3 separate regions of the Mus musculus genome follow, and regions 2 and 3 are each linked to region 1. Evidence: chromatin contacts called from public Hi-C and promoter capture Hi-C data. All regions are on one chromosome and are shown on one strand. Each heading gives the region's core, a stretch centred on a gene start, on an enhancer-like site or on the middle of the called end of the contact. The rest is flanking DNA. Distances are from core to core; before and after follow the strand shown. Region 1 holds the start of Csrp2 (cysteine and glycine-rich protein 2). Region 2 holds the start of Glipr1 (GLI pathogenesis-related 1 (glioma)). Region 3 holds the start of Krr1 (KRR1, small subunit (SSU) processome component, homolog (yeast)).

Region 1 (2,797 bases), core at 188-2,687:
AGGTCCAGTCCTTAGGCCCCTTCCTCAGAGAAACTCTAGTGGACCTCAGGAGTAGCAGAAAAAGGACAATCGCTTGCTGAAAAAAAGGGAACATGAACTACCCTGCTTCCTTCAGTGAAAACAAACCAGAAGCCCCTCCCGTAAGAAGTGCAGCAAGCTGCGGAGGTAAAGCAAACAGATCGGAATCGTGAATGTAAGAATTGCTGGTATTTAGAAAAGCTCACAGCAGGCACCCATGCTTTCAAACTCCTGCCGCAATCTGGGGGAGATGTCAATCACTACTTGCACTGTTTTTCAACAGTCCTTGGTGGACAGAGAATCTGGCTGCAATTACGAGCTTATTTTGGATTGGGCCCAGCATACGACATAAAAAGGCATAAACCAGGCCTGTACTTTGTCACCGGAGGGGCCTTCCTCAACTCTGCCTCCTCCTACCCCCCCTAACAGGGCCTTTGGCAACGTAAGCGGGAAATTTTTTATTGTCGCAACGCGAGGGTACTGGCATCTATCAGTTAAAGTCATCCTAACCCCCACCAAAGAACTAGGCTATTAACAGCATGATGTTGCGCCTGGATGAAAGGGGTGATCGATTTGTGACAGAGGGGAGTAGTTTTGGTCGCTGCCTATTGCGGCGTGGAGGTCACCACTCTTCAAATACTAATTCTTAGGGCAACCCACTACTGATGACAGAGAAGTGGATCACCAAATGTCCTAGAATACAAACCAGATAGAGATGACATTATTTTGCTTTTTGTCTAGAACAATAATATGTCACCTCAAGCCCAGATTTTAGGTCCTTTCTGCTGTCTTCGCCGGCGAGACATCCCTGGACTTTTCGGACAACTGCAAACAATTGCAAACTGAAACCCGAAGCCTTTTGGCGCCAGGGTTTCTGCGTGGGTTGTGGGTTTCTTCCCCCCTCAGCAAAGAGTGGTGGGGGAAAGCAAAACACTTGGGGAATGAGGTGTTTTCATAACGTCATTTGTTTAGTCTAGATGAGGAATGCAGCTCTTTCGCGACAGGAAAGCTGCGGATTCCAGAAGCCGGGATTCTGACCAGAGACTATCCTGCACCGGGGAGTCCTGCACCCCGGAGGCTAACATATGGCGTTTGTGCAGTAAAGGGTGGCGGGAATCCCACGGGGCGACACCGGATCTCGCTGGCTCCGGGCCGATCCTGAGTGCTCCGGACGTCCCGGGACCGGCGGGTAGGAGCAGCCGGAGACGGTGGGAGACTCGGACGCGCGGGAAGCCGCAGGAAGAGGCGGGATTCCGGTCTTTTGTCTCGGGGCCAGAGCTCGAAACCCGCAGCGGGAGCCCAGCTCAGCGGGCCGGGCGGAGACCATCGCACACCCCGAGGGGCATGACCGATGATGGGCGTGGCGAACAAGGCCACGCCCAACATAAGTCTTTAAAAGCGGGCACACGCGCTCCCGCCAGTCTCCGGATCCGCCCGCGGCTTTCCTCGGTCAGACCTCGTTAGCTCCGCCCGCCGCGTGCTCCCTCCTCCCACTCGGGTGAGTCCTAGGAAGCCTGCAGCCCCGCGGTCCCTGTCATCTCCACCCCTGCTCCTGACTATGCTTCCACCCGTCCTCTCACTTCTGCCCCAATGCGGGGTCCACTAGCACACCTGCTGTCGCCCCCAGACCATCCCTGCCCTGGGACCTCATGTCCTTGGGGCAGGTAAATCATCCCCTGTGACCTTTAATTTTCCATCCTGTTCTCTGGGAGAGAGGCGAGCTGGGAGTTTCTCGTGGCCGCCAATGCCTCTTTTTGTAGCCCCAGGCTCCCTCCCAGGGCTGATTCTCCCCTTCGGGTAGGAGGGGTTAGAGGCTTCGGGGCTCCAGTGCCCCAAGGGTGTGTCTGCCCAGCCCTGACGACCTTCTCGGGAATTGGGTGGGTACTCTGGGGTGGTGGGCGTCTCCATACCCTCTGAGCTCCAGTTCTCCTGTGGCGAAACGGAGCTCCTGGCCATCGCCTTTGTTCGGTGGTCTCTGCCCACCCGGCACAGAAGGAACCATAGTGAAATTCTAGTTGAACATTCCTAGCTTTTCCTGGTGCTTTCTACCTTTAAAGTACAAACAAGGATACAGCATTGCTTGGTTCTGAAATTCTGCAACAGGTCCTAAAAGTCACAGTATGGGTTCAGAGCTAGATAATAGTTATAGGCATCCGTGAGGTAAGGGGTGAGGTGAGGGGAGAGCTCTTGAAACTTCTGCCCCCTTGGAAGCCAGGACTTTGAACTTTATTTGTTTACCTGATTACTTTTTGAGTAAATATTTGGTTTGACCTGTTTTGTTTGAGTCGCATACATTTTTACTTTATTAAATGCTTTTCAGTTCGGGGCGGGGGGGGGGCTGGGTGTAGTAATTTTTTAACTTGGGCAGCGAAAATAGTTAAATTATTGACTTTTTCAATGCGTGCTTAATCTCTACTTACATAAAACCAAAGAATCCAAAAAGGAAGTGATTCTTGTACCCAGATTCTTCAAGAAAGATTTAAACGGTAGATTTCAAAAGAGAGACTCATACAATCTCAACACTGCATACAAGTGACATTTGGGACCCTATTCTCTGCCATTGCCTTGTAATTGTTACTGATAATTCCTTCATTACTCCTCAAGGCTGTTTGACCCCACTTTTTATAGCCAGGTTGCCATAGACGTATACATCCCATGAGTCTCTGGAACACTGTTTGCTTAGTTATCTTGAATATGTTGGAGCACACCTCGGTGCTTGTTAACTGAATAAAGAAGGCGGGAACAGACAAGGCCCCGTTGTGGGGAGCAGTAGATATTT
Region 2 (2,797 bases), core at 116-2,615, 1.1 Mb after region 1:
GCCATTAGGGAAATCTGACTGGTAAGTCCCCTGGTATGTGGGTGGAGAAAAAGCCTTACATGCTGCTGATAGGTCTGTAAATTAGCTCAGCCACTATGGAAATCAGTATCACCACAAACTATAAACATAAGACTAGCGTGTGATTCAGCTACGGCATGTTTGGGCTTGTCTCTACAGGGATGGAAGTCAGCACGTCTTGAGTATTTGCATATCCATGTTTTTTTTTTTTTTTTTTTTTTTTTTGTGGCACTACTCACAACCTCCAAGCTATGGATTACACCCAGTGGTTCCCCAAAAGATGAAAGAGTAAGGAAAATAGCTTGTGTACAGATATGTCTATATAGACAAACTGAATGGTATTGTTGAGTCGCCAAGAACAAAATTATGACATTTGCAGGGAAACAGATGGGATTGGAGATCATCACACTAAGTAGCATAAAGCAGACGCAGGCGGAAAAGCATCATGACCTCTTATATGTGAAGTGTAGAGGAAAACAACCGAAGACCACAGAAACGTAGCAGGGGAAAGCGATCAGAGGAAGAGGGCCAAGAGGCCAACGGAATGAGTGTAGCCTAAGCACACTGAATTATCATAATGAAAGACCATTATTTTACACAGCATATATAATGAAAAAAAAAAGAACCCTTAAGACACAAAAAAGAAACCTCACAAATATTAACAGGAAAAACCATGACAACAAAGAAGTCTGTTGCTCATGGCTGCGGAAAGGAAGTGTGCAGAAAGAACTGAATCATGCCAGTGGTATTGCTCAAGACAGTCGGGGAAGGTAACGGTCGACTCTGATTGCAAGCTGAGTTTACTGCACACATTCATTACAAGGAAAAAAAAGAAAGCAAATAAGAAAACCACTCAGGGTTACCCAGAAGTCACACCCAAATTAATGCAGGCAAGCTGCTTCTGATTGACATGGGCGACAAGCCCTTGCTAGTGAACTCACCATGTACAGCATATTCCGGGCTGGTGGACTCACTTTTGACCGAAGCTGGTTGTGAACTTGAACACATTCTTTAATGAAGTCCTCGTTTGTTATATCTGGCAAAGTGCTTGCTGTAAATGAAGAACTAGACACAGACGAAGCCATCCAGACTATCACAGCAAGGATGACCTGCATGGTCTCTCTGGTTGCTGCTGGACCTAGAATCCAGAGCTGCGGGGTTCTGATAGAATGCTCGGTTCTCTCAGTCTGCAGACTGTTTCCCTGTTGGAGCTCGGATTAACCCAGGGTTGTTTATGCTAGACAAGTGCTCTGCCTCTGAGCTCCATCTTCAGCATGCTGGGTTTTTTTTTTATGACCAGCTTTACAAAGCACAGCCTACTTCAGCTTGAGGAGCCTGAGAGCAGAACATGACGTCACGAAACTTACACCGGACTTCTCCATATATGGCTTGCAGCTCATGGGTTTTTTTTTTTTTTCTTCTCTTTTCTTTTCTTTCTCTTTCTCTCTCTCTCTCTCTCTCTCTCTCTCTCTCTCTCTCTCTCTCTCTCTCTCTCTCTCTCTCTCTCTCTCTGGCAAACAAATAACAAAGGTTACTTTAATGAGAGTTGAGTAGAGAATTGTTTTTCTTGTCCAGATTTATAAAACCAAACAAGGTGTGCAAAGCAACATGGTTTGTATTTTATGGTTTCAGAGAAAATGAGACTCTTCACTGTAATTGCACTGAGAATTTTTTTCCTTTCTTTTTTACCTTTTCTATTTTGAAAGGACAACATAAACCCCACTTGTGTCCATTTAAGGGCCAGGCCTGATTTTGAAAAGAAAGCCATAAGGCACCAGCTCCAGGAACAGACCATAAAATCCAGAAACAAGGACATAAAACCACCTCCCAAAGAACAGCCTGGGGACAATCACAAAAATGGGGAAATATCTTATCTCAGAATGGGCTGTCTGGGCTGGGCAGCCCTATCTTATCCTATGGTTAAACATTCATGACACAGGAATGCAGACTGCTGACCACCTGGGACTCCCTAGCACCCAGCAATGAAAATTTAGATTACCTAATCCTTTTGGAGTGTTCCCCTGGTTCCCTATAAGAAGGCCTGTGTGCCTTTGTCTGAGGTCACCATTTCAAAAAATGGCTGACACCCCCCCCCACCCCTTGGTCTTGCCAGTATATGTTCTTTGGTTGGTGGTTCAGTCTCTGAGAGCTCCCAGAGGTCCAGGTTAGTTGACTTTGTTGGCCCTCCTGTGGGGATTCCATCCTCTTCAATCTTTCATCAACTCTTCCAAAAAAGTCCCCTACCTCTTTCCAATGCTTGGCTGTAGATATCTGCATCTGTTTTAGTCAGCTGCTGGGTGGAGCCTCTCACAGGACAGTTATACTAGGCTCCTTTCTACAACCATAACAGAGTACCATTAATAATGTTAGGGATTGGTTCTTGCCAATGGGCTGGGTTTCAAGTTGGGTTGATTATTGGTTGGTCATTCTTTCAGTCTCTGCTCCATCTTTGTTCCTGCATTTCTTTAGACAGGACAAATTTTGGGCCAAAAGTTTTGTGGGTAGGTTAGTGTCTTTATCCCTCTACTAAGGGTTCTGAGGGCTAATATGCAAAATCTATAAAGAACTCAAGAAGTTAGACTCCAGCAAACCAAATAACCCAGTTAAAAACGGGGTACAGAGCTAAACAGAGAATTCTCAACACAGGAAACTCAAATGACCAAAAAAGCACTTAAAGAAATGCCTCAACATCCTTAGTTATGAGAGAAATGCAAATCAAAACAATCCCGAGATTCCCACTTTACACAAACCAGAAGGGCTAAGATAAAAAACTCAAGCG
Region 3 (2,797 bases), core at 116-2,615, 1.1 Mb after region 1:
ACACACCCATGTGTGAAAAGCACTCTTTGAAAGAAGCTCGAAGCTCATAACCATTCAAACATAATACTAACTACATTTGATTCTCAAAGAGACTGGAATGGGTGCACCATTATGAGGCATCAGTTTGCATACAGAGAATTTCCCTTAAAATTTGTTCAAAACATAGTCGAATCCAGTGGTTACCAACCTTCCTAATGCTGCAACTCTTCAGTATAGTTCTGCATGTTTCTGTGATCCCTGAACCACAAAATCATTTCGTTATTACGTCCAACTTTGCTACTGTTATGAATTATAATGTCTATATACATGTGCGTTCTGATGGTCTTAGACGACCCCTGTGAAAGGTAGTTTGACCCTCTAAGGAGTCACAATCCACAGGTTGAAAACCACCGATCTAAGCACCTGAAGTATTGTTCTCAGTTTTACTAGGCATATGCGGGTACTCCTCTTTCCTTTATCTGGCTTATTGACCCATGTGCTTATTAAATATTTCCTGGAGGTTGGGGAGAGCATGGTCCAGAAGGAGAGGTCCTAGTGTGTTTTCAGACCCTGGTTACATCTCTTCACATCTTAGCATCTAATTTAGTGAATATATTTTTGTGCTAATATTTTTTTGCTGTTTTTACTGACTATATTCTAAGCCTTTTAAAGCTATGATGTAAGAATAATAAACAATAAAGTTTTGGTAATAGCTCCCTCCAGCCCCCACCAAAAAACCCCAAACATTTGAATGCTGAAGACCGGTGTGGTGGTACACACCTTTAATCCCAGATTCTGGAGTCATAAGCAGGAAGATCACTATGACGTTGAGGCCAGCCAGGTCTACATAGCATGTTCCAGGCTAGTGAAGGATACACAGTGGCCTCGATTCATAAACCCAAAATAAACAAAACAAGCAAGCAAACAAATAAATAAAAATAGAACAGAAAAGTCTTTTAAAACCAATCTGGAAGTTGAGAGATTTAAAATGCAAAACTCATGGTAGGTTTTCAAATGGGCTAAAGAGTGGTAGCAAAGTTTGGGTAGATTTTTGATACAATTCGCCATTTTCATTAGATTTCTAATCCCCCTCAAATAAGAATTTTAATAATTTCCCCTCCCTTCTCTCCCTCACCCTCACCCACCTCTCTTCTCTCTCCTCTCCTTCGCTCCCTTTCTCTCCCTTTCCTTCCCTTCCCCTCTCAAAAAAGAAGTTCCCACAGGGCTATACAAGTAGCTACAATTTAGAGCTTGATACAAGAAAACTACCATTCCCAGCGTGCAACACCGAGGTTGCAATGCATCCTGGGAAGGAAGTGTCACGCTCCCCCCCGTCCCCGCCCCATCGGCTTCCTGTTCGTCAGAGCAGAGACCACGCAGGTCTCATAGGGATTATCCGGAACTCGTTTTGCCTTTTACACATTGTAGCCGGCGGGATCTTAAAGAACAGTTCCACTTCCGGGGCCGCCGGAAGCAGTTTTGCGATGGCAACTTCTGCGGAGGCGCCTGCCAAAGAAGCTCAAAAACGTGACTCTCAGCCGCAGAAACAGAAGCGTGAGACCCAAGGTGAGGCAGTGCGAGACCCGAAGCCCGGAGCTGGCGGATCTCGAAGCATCTTTGTCTCTTTCTTTGGCCGCGCACTTGGGTTGAGCCTCTTTTAGGCTGTGCAGTGCCTGCGGTAGCCGGGGTAGCCGAGGGTTGCGGGTGTTGATGGCTGCGCCGGCCACGTGCAGCTAACGCAGTGTTTTTGCCAGCGACCGTCCCTGGCAAGTGTACCCGATGCGCCTTCTGTCCCCGGTAAAAGTGTGAGGACTCAGAGATTGTGGAAGGCGCGGCAGTTCTGCCTTGAGCTTTGGGGAGGGGAGGTTGAGAGGATGCGGATCAGGATCAGGTGGGAGAATCTTCGTGTCCTGCGAGCGCCGATGGTGATGAGGGAGGCGGACGGGGAAAGGTGGGGACGGAGCTCAATGGGAAGTTTTGTCAGAACTTTTATCTGATTATTAAGTTGCTAAATGACACAGCTCTCAGTCTTTAGCTCTAACCCCTAGTTTGATTTTTGGCTGCTCTAGTTTGATTGCTTCTTTCCGTTTTGATGAGAGTTTGGTTTTTACCTACCTTCAATTTAAAAAGAAAAATTTTTTTCTTTTAAAAACTAAGTACGTAAAATACGGCAGGGACTATAGACACCGGTAAAAGCTTCAAACCAACGCTTGAGGAATTGACAGGATGAGTAGACCATCTTCCTCAAGTTATCCATGTGCCAATCACAGATGCTATATAGCTTCCTTTCTGGTACCCGGAGTAATTCGTTCGAGCTTTCTGTCACCTATCTACAGCTATTATGATTTTTAACAAAACGCTTCGATTTTTGTCTCCTTTTGAATCATAGGAGAATGAATGGAGCTGTGTACTCTATGTATGTTGTCTGTGTCTTTAGCTTCTGATTCTTTACGATGCTGTGTAATATTTAAATTCCGTCGTTGGCGGACATTTGAGCTCTGCCTTCAGCTTGCTCTTGTAAGCACCTTTGTGCATGTCTTCTGGTAATGCCTCAGGGTCTCTGTAGGAATTTAGGATTGGAAACTCAATTGCAGGGTATCTTCAAGTTATGCTAATGCTACCGGAAGGAGCTGTGCCAGGTTTTTTTCTGTTTTAGGAAAGGTTTGTTTACGTTCAAAGCGTGAGGGTATAGTCAACCATGGAGGGGAAACTGGGCCAGCACAACTCTAATAGTTGAGATTGCTCATCGATCTAAATTTACAGTGATTTTTTTTGTTGTTGTTGTGTTTTGATTTTGAGGTCCTGGATGTACTTATAT

What was found. Promoter capture Hi-C pulls out the DNA fragments that hold promoters and counts their contacts. A called contact is a pair of places that touch in the nucleus more often than the background predicts.
Region 2: a Hi-C map of B cells shows a contact between it and region 1, with 6 read pairs. The contact joins the promoter of Glipr1 here to the promoter of Csrp2 in region 1. A contact is called at or near these places in 1 of 39 promoter capture datasets (pre-B cells) and 1 of 484 Hi-C or Micro-C datasets (B cells).
Region 3: a promoter capture Hi-C map of liver shows a contact between it and region 1, with 3 times the contacts expected there. The contact joins the promoter of Krr1 here to the promoter of Csrp2 in region 1. A contact is called at or near these places in 4 of 39 promoter capture datasets (the C10 cell line, liver and pre-B cells), 1 of 484 Hi-C or Micro-C datasets (B cells), 1 of 115 datasets of contacts at active chromatin or transcription factors (large pre-B cells) and 2 of 9 other capture datasets (adipose tissue and liver).

Annotation. Positions count from the first base shown.
Region 1 is chr10:110,918,739-110,921,535 of GRCm38.p6, forward strand. Csrp2 (cysteine and glycine-rich protein 2) reads left to right here and starts at 1,438. Exons shown (of 6, transcript NM_007792.4): 1 at 1,438-1,516.
Region 2 is chr10:111,995,899-111,998,695 of GRCm38.p6, forward strand. It overlaps Glipr1 (GLI pathogenesis-related 1 (glioma)), which reads right to left and starts at 1,366. Exons shown (of 6, transcript NM_028608.3): 1 at 960-1,366. The coding sequence starts at 1,133.
Region 3 is chr10:111,971,330-111,974,126 of GRCm38.p6, forward strand. It overlaps Krr1 (KRR1, small subunit (SSU) processome component, homolog (yeast)), which reads left to right and starts at 1,366. Exons shown (of 10, transcript NM_178610.4): 1 at 1,366-1,545. The coding sequence starts at 1,464.